Regions from separate parts of the Mus musculus genome. Here region 1 is linked to region 2. The links are chromatin contacts, called in public Hi-C maps. All regions are on one chromosome and are shown on one strand. Each heading gives the region's core, a stretch centred on a gene start, on an enhancer-like site or on the middle of the called end of the contact. The rest is flanking DNA. Distances are from core to core; before and after follow the strand shown. Region 1 overlaps Rps6ka5 (ribosomal protein S6 kinase, polypeptide 5). Region 2 has its middle 10 kb from the start of Gm10432.

Region 1 (6,465 bases), core at 596-3,095, 300 kb before region 2:
AGACTGAGGCCAGCTACATCATGCGGAAGCTTGTGTCAGCTGTGAGCCACATGCACGATGTAGGAGTGGTGCACAGAGATCTGAAGCCTGAGGTGGGCCTCTGTGACCTTGGACAGCTCAGCCTGCTCTCCTTGTTCGCTAGCCTTAGAGTAGCTGTCAGCCTTTAGGACGCTTGCTATTTCTCTTGGGCCACTAAGTAAATCCTGGAAGATGTTTCCTAGGATTTTTTTCTTTCTCTTCTCTTTTCTGTGTCAGTCTAAAATAAATTTGTTCTTTTTTTCCCCTCTTGCCAGCTGATCATCTTGAGGTTATATTTGTAAGTGTGAGAGCCTTTTATGGGAAAAATGCTTCATGCAACAGTTGTATACTAAAAATAGCGATGGAAAATTTTGTAGCAAAAAATAATAAGCACTGCTATATGTATTCCATCTTGGGGAGTTTGTTCGTTTGATAGTGTATTTTGAAACCTTAATTTTCACATTTTTAAATCAAATTGATAGCTCCTAAACAGTAATGTATGGGATTCTGTTCTACATAGTTACACACGAGGCCCTGCCTTGGTTTAATAAGCTGTCCTATCTATATGTGCTTCAGTATGCTCACGACTGTGGTATTTATAGACCTGGAGAGCAGTGCAGAGCAACAACTTTTTATATTTCCTTAAGAAGGCTAATTAAGAAGGTTTTAACTCAGAATGATCCATTTTTAGTATCAAAAATATGAAAATTCCTCTCTTTTTAAAAATAAGTAATAATGAGCTTGGAAAACAAAAGCCAATGACTTTTTTTTTAAAAATTATCCTTTACCAAATGAGAAATTATATATATTTCTGCTCTAAAATAGGATATTATTTTTAGTTTCTATGTGATCATAATATATTTTCAAGTCTATTTAAAATATTAATGGGCTTGATGTTCCTTTTTTATTAAATCAAAAAAGAATATTTCTGTAAAAGCAATTTTTTTAATCTTGTGCTTAAATTATTTAAAAATGTTTTAAAAAGATGGGCAGTAGAGGTACATACTTTTATCCCAGCCCTTGGGAGGCAGAGGAAGTGAGATCTCTAAGTTCAAGGCCAGCCTGGTCGACAGAGTGAGTTCAGGACAGCCAGGACCACACTGAGAAAACCTTTCTCAAACAAAATTGATATTTTAAAAGTGGAAACATAGGGCTGGTGAATTGGCTCAGAAGGTAAGAGCACTAACTGCTCTTCTGAAGATTCCTGAGTTCAAATCCCAGCAACCACATGGTGACTCACAACCACATGTAATGAGACCTGATGCCCTCTTCTGGTGTGTCTGAGGACAGCTACAGTATATGTATTCAAATACAGTTCTCTGTATCTGTGGAGGATTGGTACCGAAGCTCCCTATGGATATCAAACCTCTTACATGAAATTGAATATTATTTTATTTTCATATAACCTACGTGATCCTTTCGTATACTTTAAATCCTCTCTCTAAGTTATTTATGATATCTATTTTGATGTAAATGATAAATATGTATATTTTAGGGAATAATCACAAAAAATCTTTTCATATTCTGTACAGTTTTGAAGGGGTTTTTGTTGCTTTTTTTTGTGGGTAGATTGTTTTGTTTTGTTTTGTTTTTTTGTCTGTTTGTTTGAAGTTTTTAGTGGGTAGTAGTTTGAACCCACAGTTGTGATCCTCAGGGGTACAGAAGACAATTGATTTATTCCTTTAAAGGTTTTAAATTTTTGAGTACTTTATTACTGTTCTTCCCATTGCTAGTAATTAATCAGAAGTGGCTTGTGTCGTAGGAACTCACAGCTCTGCTAGCTCCCCTCGGCTTCCTTCATCCCAATTCTCACTCTCCTACGTAACACCCACTGAAAACATGGTGCTCTGGGCTCCGAGATGAGCTGTCTAGTTTAAATGTGAGAGCACACTACTTAAACGTTTGCTTGATAGACAAGGAACAGGCATGTAGTTTTTTAATGGAAAAGATCTGTTCCATGACTGTATAGAACTCATTTTCACATGTTTTATTCTTTGATAACTGGCCATCTGTCATCTCATGGTGTCTCGAATGAGGCACATGTCCTCGGCAGCAGAATTTAAATTTGTCTTCTTCCTTTCCTGATCAAATAGATGCTTTTGTAGCTTGAAGTGAAGCAGAAATGTCAGATTACACTATATGTTCTACCATCATTTTATTCTTAAACTGGGTTTTAGGAAAGTAAAAACGTACCTTTGAACTAGCACTTTCCTAACTATAGCTCTCACTTTGACTTTTAAATGGCAGAGTATATTATTTCCAAACTAAAAGTTGAATCCCTTTCCTAGGCAGCATTTTAGTTGTGACTGTTTAGATAGTTAGATGGCGTTCTTTTTCTACATAGACAGAACTCTAAGCTCTAGGTGAGAACCAGACAGATTTAGAAGCTGACTGGCATTCTTAGAGGGCTGCTTGGTAGTCTTCATATTGATCCTCTTAAAGGATTAAGAAAGTTCTGTATATGATAGTATTTTCAGGCAGAAACCGAGATGAGGATAGAAGTGGCTCAACTGTTACTTTTGTCCCTTCCTGGCCATGCACACACCCATGTGGAACTGTCCTGATACTTCCCTTGCTACCCTGGGGCAGGAGGAAGTAAGCAGTAAGCTCTGGTTTTACGTGTTCTATGAGAGGAGGGTTAGAGTCGCCAGTGTAAAGGGAATGCCCTCACTTCCTCCAAGATGACCAAAGAATTCCTTCATTAGTCTTAGTGGAACAAACCCGTTCTTGCCAGAGCCTTGACAGGCCCTGTGGAGATGGAGCCAAACGTGCTTCTGGTAAGATGTGTAGCACACCGCCTGGCACTGCACAGAGAACCTCTAGTATAATTGCTGAAGGACCGATATGTCCCAAGAAAACACCCATGATTGGTGACCTCAGTCGTCAAAAATCAAGGTCTGAGCATTGTATGATAGAAAACTATTTCAATTTTTCCTTTCTTTGTTTTTTCCACCCCCTTCTTTTTTTACATTAAGTTTTTCTGTTTTATAATTTCATAACTGAGTACTGTCTTTACATCATTTGCACTTACCTTCTCCCCACTCCACCTACCCTGCCCCCTCACTCCTGCTGGCTGCTTGAGATTAGGTAATCTGTCAGGGTTTATCCTTGGAGAAAACCGAGTTTCCCTTTCTGGGCAGCTATTAATTGCCTGTAGCTGTTCATCTAAGGCTGGTAGGGCTTTGTAAGAGTTCTCTCATCTATATTGGAATAGCAACTGATGCTGTCATTTGCTGCTCTTACGTAGGCCACTAAATTGTTACAATTGCATGGGTACAGCTCCCTGTCACACACAGAAAACATTCTCACAGCAAATGTTCTGTCCTCTGACTCTTAACCATCCCCCAACTCCTTTTGTGGGATGTTTCCTGAGCCTGAAATGTAGGAGTCGTGCTGTAGAACTCTCCATTGAAGATGAGCACCCCATGGTGTGATGCTCTCTCTATTCTAACCAGTTGTAGATTTTGGTGATGGTCTCTTGACTGCTGTAAAATGAAACTTCTTACCTGAGCATGGTGGCATACACGTTGAATTCCACCATTCAGGAGGCAAAAACTCTGAGTTTGAGACCAGCCTGGTCTACATAAGTTTCAAGTCAGCCTTAGTGAGACACTGTCTCAACAGAAATTGTGTGTGTGTGTGTGTGTGTGTGTGTGTGTGTGTGTGTGAGTGAGAGAGGGGGGGGGGAGGTGAGAGGGAAGAAGGGAGAGAGAGAGAGACTTCTTTAATGAGACGTGAGAGCTACACTTACCTAAGGATATAGGAATGACAATACAATTAAGAATACATAGGTTTAGGAATGTGTCATTAGCAGATTGTCCTCTAGGGCCCTTGACCAGTCATAGCAGTTAACTTTGGGTATATGTAGCAATGCTGGTCATTGCTGTGGCTCACAGACATTACACATGGGTAGGACTGCTGATTGCTTTTCTCCCTTGGCAGTTTGAATGGCAGCTTTGAATACCATGGGAACATTTCCTTAGGAGGAGATTTCCAGATCAGCTTCAGTCCAATTCCCCCAACTCTTGTGTCTGAAGTGTAGTATCTTCTTCAGCAGTAGTCTTTGGCACTAAGGTCAATGGCAGTAGCCTATGTTTTGGGAGTCTATTGAACTCCGATGACCAACAATGGTAAGGAAGGTTTCCCATGCTTGGCACTGAGTTTCTCTGAGTCTATGGCTCTTAGGGGAGATCATTATTACCAAAAGTAGTATAATTTCATTTAAATTTTATGCACACACCCTCACACACACACACACACACACACACACTTGTATATAGTTTGATTGTTGTTTTTTAAAAGAGTCTTTGTGTGTAGCCCTGGCTGTCCTGAAACTCACTCTGTGTACCAGGCTGGCTTCAAGCTCAGCAGTTCATCTGCTTCTGCCTCCCTAGTACATGTAATCCACTAATCTGGAAAATCTCAGGGGTGTGTGTGTGTGTATGCACTGATTGGTGTTTTGCCTACATATTTATCTATGTGTGTCAAATCTCCTGGAACTGGAGTTATAGACAGTTGTAAACTGTCATATAGGTGCTGGGAATTGAACCTGGGTCCCTGGAAGAGCAGCTAAGGCTGAGCCATCTCTCCAGCCTCTGTATATGTATTTTTAATAAACATAAAATAATGTTTTCCTATAGATTTCCTAAAAGTCATTGTTCCCTTTCTCTCCCTCACCCTCTGTACTACCCTTTTTAACCCTCCTCAGATTAATAACTCTTCTACCTGCTTTTCTTATTTCTTCCTGCCTTCATAACACCTGTGTCCGACTGTCCTCCTCTCTGGAGCTGCTCCCCACCCCGCTCAATGGTCCCATCTTACTTCCTACTTTTTGCAGGTACTCACATCTGAAAATCTGGAGTTAGAGACCTCAGATGAGAGAGATTATGTGATTTGTCTTTCTGGATATATAAGTACCTCAATATGTTTTCCATTTACCTGACATTTTTATGATTTTATTTTTCTTTACAGTTAAATAGAAGTAAGTGTGTGTGTGTGTGTGTGTGTGTGTGTGTGTGTGTGTGTGTGTGTGTGTGTGTGTGTAAATAGAGATAGAGATATATACACCACATTTTCATTATCCACTCATCAGCTGAAGGACATTAAGGCTTTTTCCATTTCCTGTCTGTTGTGAGTAGGCTGGCAATGGTCACAGCTGAGCAAGTATCTGTGGAGTGGGACAGAAAGGCCTTTTATTTTCTCCTTTAAGTGAAAAGTTTAGTTTAAGTATGTCAAACCCCAGGATAGCTGTGAGTGTGGCCCAACCCAAAAGAGATTGCCTTGATACATTATTAGATATTTTTCTGTGTGCTTGCTTTTGCTGTTTATTTTCATGTATTTATTGTTTCCTTTCACTTTATTGAGACTTTTTCACACAGCATATTCTGATTATGGTTTTCCCTCCCCCACCTCCTCCCACCCCTATCCTTTCTCTCATTAGGAAACAAACAGGCGTCTAAATAAAAATAATAAAATAAGATAAAGTAAAAACAGACAATCTGGACTAGGACAGAATGAACAAACAGAAGAAAAGGAGCCAGAGAAAAAGCACAAGAAACATACAGACACAGACGTTTGCAGTTTTAACTTGATTTGTCCATTCTTGAGCATGAACTTTCTAGACATCAGCAGTGTGCTGTCAAAGGGTTAGACAGGCCTGGAGGGTTTTCTTCTTTGTATCAATGAGACGTGAAATGTTCTTTACTTCAGCTAGATCAGTAAGAAAGTAAATGATTGTCCAGAACTGGAGTCCTTTAATCACAGTAAGAGCTTAATACTGACTAAACACAAAATAGCCAGGTTCACTTTGACACACTGACTTAAGCTATCTGTATCAATAGTTAGTTAGCATTCTCTTAGCACATCTGGAACTCCAAAGGATTCACTCGGCCATAGCAGTAGGGCCCTGAGTGAATGAATGATTGAACACAGCACTTTCTGAACAGTGCAGGCAGATCTCCAAACATCAGACTATTGCCTGTTTTAGCAAAACTACTTATGAATATAATACAGATCACTGTGGTTTCATTAATAGACTGCAGTAGATACATATTTATTTTATTTATGTGTTTCTGTGTTTGTGTTGAGGGTGAGATTTGAACTCAAGTACTTATGCTTGTACAGCAAGCATCTACCCACTGAGCCACCTCTCTGGCCCTTCATTTATTATTTCATTCAGCAGTCCCTTCAGAGATAGTATGGTCTGGATTCCATAAAGTGAATATCACAATAAAGCAAATTGGGAACTTTTTTACTTCATGGTACACATAACGTTTTATTTATGCTATACTATATTGAGTATGCCTTTTAAACTAAGATCTTTTAAATTAAGATCGTAATTTAAATTTTTGTTCCTATTGTTGAAGAATTCTAGTTATCATCTGAGCTTTCAGTAAGGCCTGATTAATTTGCTTTAGGATGCTCTGTTGCTGGAGTAGTTGACTCTGC
Region 2 (6,575 bases), core at 2,471-4,970:
TGCATGGCCCTGTCTCTTGTCTTCTTCAAGTCTTTACTCGGGGGTCACTTTCTTCATGAAGCCCACCCTGACCTCTGTATTTTTTTATGTGTGTGAGTGTTTGGCCTGCATGTATGTCTGTGCACAACGTATATGTCTGGTGCCTAAGAAGGCCAGACAACACCCATGGAAGGAGTTACAGAGACAAAGTTTGGAGCTGTGACAAAAGGATGGATCATCTAGAGACTGCCATATCCGGGGATCCATCCCATAGTCAGCTTCTAAACTCTGACACCATTGCATACACTAGCAAGATTTTGCTGAAAGGACCCAGATATAGCTGTCTCTTGTGAGACTATGCCGGGGCCTAGCAAACACAGAAGTGGATGCTCACAGTCAGCTATTGGATGGATCACAGGGCCCCCAATGGAGGAGCTAGAGAAGTACCCAAGGAGCTAAAGGGAACTGCAACCCTATAGGTGGAACAACATTATGAACTAACCAGTACCCTGGAGCTCTTGACTCTAGCTGCATATGTATCAAAAGATGGCCTAGTTGGCCATCACTGGAAAGAGAGGCCCATTGGACACGCAAACTTTATATGCCCCAGTACAGGGGAACGCCAGGGCCAAAAAGTGGGAATGGGTGGGTAGGGGAGTGGGGGGGGGGATGGGGGACTTTTGGGATAGCATTGGAAATGTAAATGAGGAAAATATCTAATAAAAATATTTAAAAAAGAAAAGGCCAGACAAGGGCAGGGAGTCCCTAAAACTGTAATTTTAGATGGTTGTGAGTCACCAGGTGGGTACTGGGGCTAAAACTTGGGTACTCTGTGCCATGAGTGCACCCCTGAGCCATATCTACAGCCCCTTACCCCTATATTTAGAATGGCAGCTTCCCCACCTGCTTCTGTCCCTGAGCCCATCCTTGCTGCTCCAACACCCATCACCTCGCCAGGTCATTTCCAGTGGTTGCACAGTATTTGCAACTGATTTGAAGACCCCAGACCCTGGTTGGGGATGGATCCAGGTAGACTCAGCTCAACTCTGCCTCCATTAGCTCTCTGCACCTCACTCAGATAAGATTGTTCTCTGGAGGGTGCCTGGCTCTTAGCCATACTTATAGCATGCACTGAAGTTTGTTTGTTTGTTTGTTTGTTTAACAAGATTTAGGATCCTTTGTCTCTCAAGGAGAAGAGCCTGTCTCTTTCTCACAACAGCAATCACCCAACACAATATATAATATGCTGATTCATTGTGTTATGCTTATAAAGGCGTTACACAATGTATCCCATTGATAAAGGGCTTTATGGTCTTAAATGGCAGAGAACTACATGTTTCAGTCATCATCCTGTTTGTGTGTCATTAGCAAGGTTCTTGGTGATTGCACATCAGACTCCAGTTAGGAGGTGACAGTCAGTAGCCTCAGTCAGACCCTTCTGGCCTGGCTCCAAGCCTGGCAGTTTCCCAACCTGCACTGTCCTACCCAGCATCTTCTTCCAGCTTAGTCTGAGATAACCCCAGGGGAGGGGTGGGGGGGGTGGCCTCAAGGGACCAGAGCATCAGCTGAAGACAGGCGGTGGAGCTCTCCGTGGTCCTGAATTTCCCCTGTGGTCCCTGCTTAGCGTGAGGTGGTTTCTTCGGGAAGCAAATATGAGGGGAAGAGGATTTGTGTAATTCTGGAGAGCCCTCCCCCTCTTCTTCCCACGCACGCTCCCTGGAACCCTAACAGGCTTCTCTTGCTGACTAATGTAATAATGAAAAATAATGAATCAATATTAGTTAGTAATAATTAATAACCTTATTGTCGGGGTCTTGACTGAGCTGGGACCTTCTCAGGAAGTCTTTCCTGGTTCTTCAGAACCAAAAGCGGTCCCCTCCTGGATGCTCGGGTAGTACCCTCTACATCTTGAGTTCTAATGTGTGATGTCACTTGTCCAGTCTGAACAGCGAGTTGGAAGCTTCTGGTTGGTCCACTTCATTGCTGCATGCCCAGAAGACAGGTGACGGCTATAAATTCTGGCTCAGCAAATCAGTTCATGAATGACACGAGTCTGTGGTGGATGGTCTGGGGGAAGGACTAAGAACCTGTGGTAGGAACCTGGAAGAGAAGCAAGAGCTTGGAGTGGTCCTTCCTCTTAGGAATACAAAGTTAACAGGAGCTGGGGGCCTAAATCCTGTTTCAGAGAGGCTGGTCCTGAGGCTCAGGGAGGGGAGGTGACTCTTCTGTGACTGCATAGCTCAGGAGTGAACTGAGCTCCTTGGCTCTGGTCCTTGTGCCCCTCTGCTCACAGCAACATTTCTCTTCTCTAGATCAAGTCTTCACCATTGTATCAGGAAGGCACTGGGATGAATCTAGAGGCAGATGACAAAGCACTAAGATTCCAGGGCAAATTAAGACCCAGGAACTTAGTCTCTGTTCTTCAGAAAATGGCTTTAGGAACCACGGGCCAGGTGCAGAGGAAGCACTGTGCTCTTGATGAGGGACTTCTGATGTCTGAATTTTATCAAGAAAAACAGGATGGGAAATTCCTTTCCCAACATATCCGCAATTCTGCAAGAGTCATAGTCTGGACAGCTGAATCCTATTGGAAGGTTGTGGTGTGAGTGGCCCGGCCTGGCCTCAGTGTGTCCATAGCCAGGACTCCAGAGATGGTGCAAGTCTCCTCCTCTTGGTGGCCTGTGGGTCTGAGGGAAATTCCAATGCTCCGAAGCCTGTGAACATCTTTTGCAGCATGTAGATAGGACGAGAGCTGGGCTACAAACAGCATCCTGTTTATGGGATTACCCCCAATGTCTAGCATAAATCCATCTCAAGATGAGGACTATCTCATATGTTTGGATCCTGCAAGGCTTTGATGGTCAAAAGTGGGTTACTTTGGGCGAAGTTACTGAACCAAGGCTGCTCAGGGGACAAAGTTTGGTCTGATCTCAAGTCTGCTGTGCATAGACTGGGATGCTGGTTAACATCATAAATCTCTAGGGTCTGGGAAGTCCAAGTGAGAAGTGCTGACAGATAAAGTGTCTGCTGGGACCCTCCTTCTTACTCTTAGGTGACACATTCTTATTGTGTCTTCACATGGTAGAAGGGACAAACAGTTCTTTGTGGTCTCATAACTAATAGCACCAAGGACTCTACGAATAACATAACCATCTCCCACAGGCTATGCCTCCTCATATCATACAGTAGTGATTATATTTCTGTACATGAATGCTTGGGACACACAAATATTCAGTCACAGCTCCTCGACACTGCTGTGTCAGGGGAAGAAGCAGAGGTTGTGGAGTCTTCCTCACAGCTCTACTCTTTTCTGCATCTCCCCGGCAGCCTGCAGTGCTCTGCAGCTAGCCTGTTCTTCATCTATGATGTCCTCAGACCTGCTATATCCACCAAACTCATATCTGGCCTGGGAGAGAGAGAGAGAGAGAGAGAGAGAGAGAGAGAGAGAGAGAGAGAGAGACCCATAGGGTTTGAAGCGTGGGCAGACTTGAGCAAGTCACTGTTCCTGCCTGGCTAAGTGTTTCACCTGTGAAATAGGGCAGGCTACATGTTGTCTGAGGGCTCCTATCCTAGATTCCGTGGGAGCAGAGCTGGGCCCCCATCAGAATTGTGCTGGCCTGGAATCCTGGCAGCCGCCGTAGCTGGCCGCCCACGCACAAGCAGGCAGGCAGGAGGCAGGGTGCTGCAGCCTCATTGCCAAGAGCACAGAGAACTTTCCACTGGGTCCAGATTTTTTCATCACCATGGCAACTGCTGGGGGGTGGAAGCAGAACTCTTCAGAATACTGGAGAGAGATTATATGGGAGAAGGGAGAACAAGAAATTGAGCACAGAGCCAAGCTTCAAGTCAAAACCAGCCACCGGTGGGCCCCACCTTACACACACACACACACACACACACACACACACACACACACACACACACACTCTTCCTTCCCTTTCCTCCAAGCCTTCTCTCTCTTTTGATGTTTTCCTATTTGTGTCCATCCTTCTCAGTCCCTTCCTGAGCTCTGGCTCTCAGAAGCTGGGTGATACCATTATTCTTAACACAGTCTGTACCAGGCGCTATTTCTGGGGCTTTATACATAAGGATTTATTCTACCACCACCACCCCTTCTCCGAGTCCTGGGCAGCAGGTCCCACGATTTCACAGATGAAGAAGACATGGAGGCCTGTGGAGGTTCAGGGACTTGCTCAGCCTCTACTGGGTATAGTCCCATTCCAGAGGGGACATCATCAGCCCCTGTGGTGTTAAATGGTCTCAAGTTGAGAAACTGAGGCTGCTAATAAAATGGGTAGTGACCTTAGGGACAGACAGGGAACATAGGAGGATGTGATGGGGTCTTTCCAGTTCCATCCCCTCTGTCTGAAGTCTTCATTGATCTCCCAGCTTCAGTGCGAGCAGAGAGCCAGTGGCTGGCCTCATTGCCTGCCTCCACTTTTAGGCTAGCTCCCAGACCTGCTTGCCCATCATTCAGGCTCAGGGAAAGATCCATTGGAGATTACTGGCATTTGGATATGCGTGTTCCATTCTCAGCATCCTCCCCACTTCCCTGGGAATTCCCTGCATGGAGAGAGCATGACTTAGGACACCTGGCTCAGTGCCTCATCAGAATTCCAGGGGGGCGTTCACTCAAGTCCTCCAAGGTACCAGAGAGGAGGTGACAGGAAGCCATAGAGAAGGCTATTGCAGACGCAGCAAAGATGATGACACAGGCCTGCCAGCTACTTGGTGGGACCTGAGGGTGAGGATGCATTCAGGCCTATGATGAGACCTCACAGGGCTGAGGTGAAAGGCCCCTGAACATTCGCAGAGCAGTTCCCACACAGGTCCACAGCCTTCTTCCACTGGCCAGTGGGTTGTCATCCCACCCATGTCATCGAGAGCTGATGGGACAGGTGTGAGGCAGCAGCTCACCTTTAACTCCTTCTGCCATTTTGGCCGGTGGAGAATCTGGTGGCAAAAGCAAACCCCAAGAGCCTTGTCCTGGGCTAAATCCTCTCCTGAGGAATCAGATACCCCCTCCCCTCGATTACTTATTTCCCTCTTGAGGAAAACATAAAATAAAAGCAACTCATAGCAGCAGAGAAATCATGGCACCTCATGTGGCAGCTGGTTCTATTCCATCCACGGTGCGGAGCCAGAGAGAGATGGTTGCTGCTGCTCAGACTGCTCTCCTTGGTTCAGTCCAGGATCTCTGCCTGAATGTGGAAGGGTGCTGTCCACATTTAGGGTGAGTCTTCATACCTTCATTAAGCTAATCCAGAAAACCCTTTGCTAGCATGCCCAGAGGTTTGTCACCCGGGTGATTCTAGATCTAGATCCTGGCACATTAGTAATCAGTGTTGACCATCACGACCCCCAAATGAATGGATCTGCAGCCCCTGTAACCCTGAACCTCCCCCACCCGAAGGGTCCACTGGGGTTTCAGTCAAATATATATCCCTGGTTCCTGATGTCTCATGATCAGAGGGACTTGTGGCTGTGTCCCCACATGCCTAGGCATGTGGGTCAGACAAACCAGCTCTTCTGGTACAAGGAGGCGAGAAGACAGGATTGGAAGGCAAGACAGGGAGGCAGGGTGGTCCGTGGAGGAAGAAAAGACTCTCTGATTACAGAAAAGTGGGCACTGAAGAACATCCAGCCAACTCCCTTTTTCTCCAGCCTCCGGTGGTACCAAATTCATTTTATAGGGTCTTCCTTGACCTCAATAAAAACAAACTTCCATGTACCTCTTCCACAACTGGCTTTCTCTCGGGGACCAATGAGTGGGCAGCCTAACCACAAGATGCCCCCAGTCAGGCCTGTCACCAATGCATACATGCTTCAGCCTCAGAGCCTTCACTGGGCCAACCATTTCTGCCCTTTTGCTCTAGCAGGTAAGAAGGGCCAAATTTGACCCACTGCCTATTTTTGTTCATAAAGGTTTCCTGGAATATGGACACACCCATTTGTTTATCTTTGTGTGTAGCTGGTTTGCACTACCAGGGCCAAGTAGAATGATAGACACAGCCTGTGTAGCCCAGAAAGTTTAAACTGTTTATCAATGGGCCTTTATTTAATAAGGTTTCTGACCTTTCATAATTCTAAAGCATTCCCATATGACACGAGATGCCCAGGAGTGACAGCTCAGGAGGGACACCTCCTTCTCCTCCTGGAACCCTGTTATAACTGGGAACAACCCCACATGCAGCCTGGGGTGCTGCAAGGTTGCAGTTAGCTATGAGCAAATACTGGTTCCCAGAGAACAAAAAGAACCACCACAAAACCCAAGCAGACCATTTGCACATGGCCTGTTACTAAATCTGTTGCCAAGTCAAGCTCTCCAGTACTTGAATTTTGAAGGACTTGCGTTTATCGTGCCTCAGTTTAACTTTGTCTGAATGTCTTCCCTGACACACTATTTGAACTAAGCTCGCCATTCAGCTTCCTTCGTGGGTTGCTTTCTACATCTCTTAAAGAGCTACGTGTCACGTCACTAGAGACCTTCATGCCAGGCTGTAATTGACCAACCTGTGCTTGCTCCTTAGTCACATCAACCACCCCTCAGTGGCTGCTCTACGTGGACAGTGTTCCCTACGATTCCATTTTAACAG

The links. A called contact is a pair of places that touch in the nucleus more often than the background predicts.
Region 1: a contact with region 2 is called in a Hi-C map of cortical neurons, with 2.3 times the contacts expected there. The contact joins two enhancer-like sites. A contact is called at or near these places in 3 of 484 Hi-C or Micro-C datasets (cerebral cortex and cortical neurons).

What each region holds. Positions count from the first base shown.
Region 1 is chr12:100,564,456-100,570,920 of GRCm38.p6, reverse strand. It overlaps Rps6ka5 (ribosomal protein S6 kinase, polypeptide 5), which reads left to right. Exons shown (of 17, transcript NM_001330702.1): 13 at 1-92. Among named protein-coding and RNA genes, the nearest start is that of Ttc7b, 47 kb to the right of the region's middle. Within about 2 kb of position 1,845, at least 22 of the 459 cell types and tissues checked have an H3K27ac peak or open chromatin away from gene starts, as enhancers often do. A contact at or near this core is called in cortical neurons, where this site is marked.
Region 2 is chr12:100,263,191-100,269,765 of GRCm38.p6, reverse strand. No RefSeq gene overlaps it. Among named protein-coding and RNA genes, the nearest start is that of Gm10432, 10 kb to the left of the region's middle. Within about 2 kb of position 3,720, at least 58 of the 459 cell types and tissues checked have an H3K27ac peak or open chromatin away from gene starts, as enhancers often do. A contact at or near this core is called in cortical neurons, where this site is marked.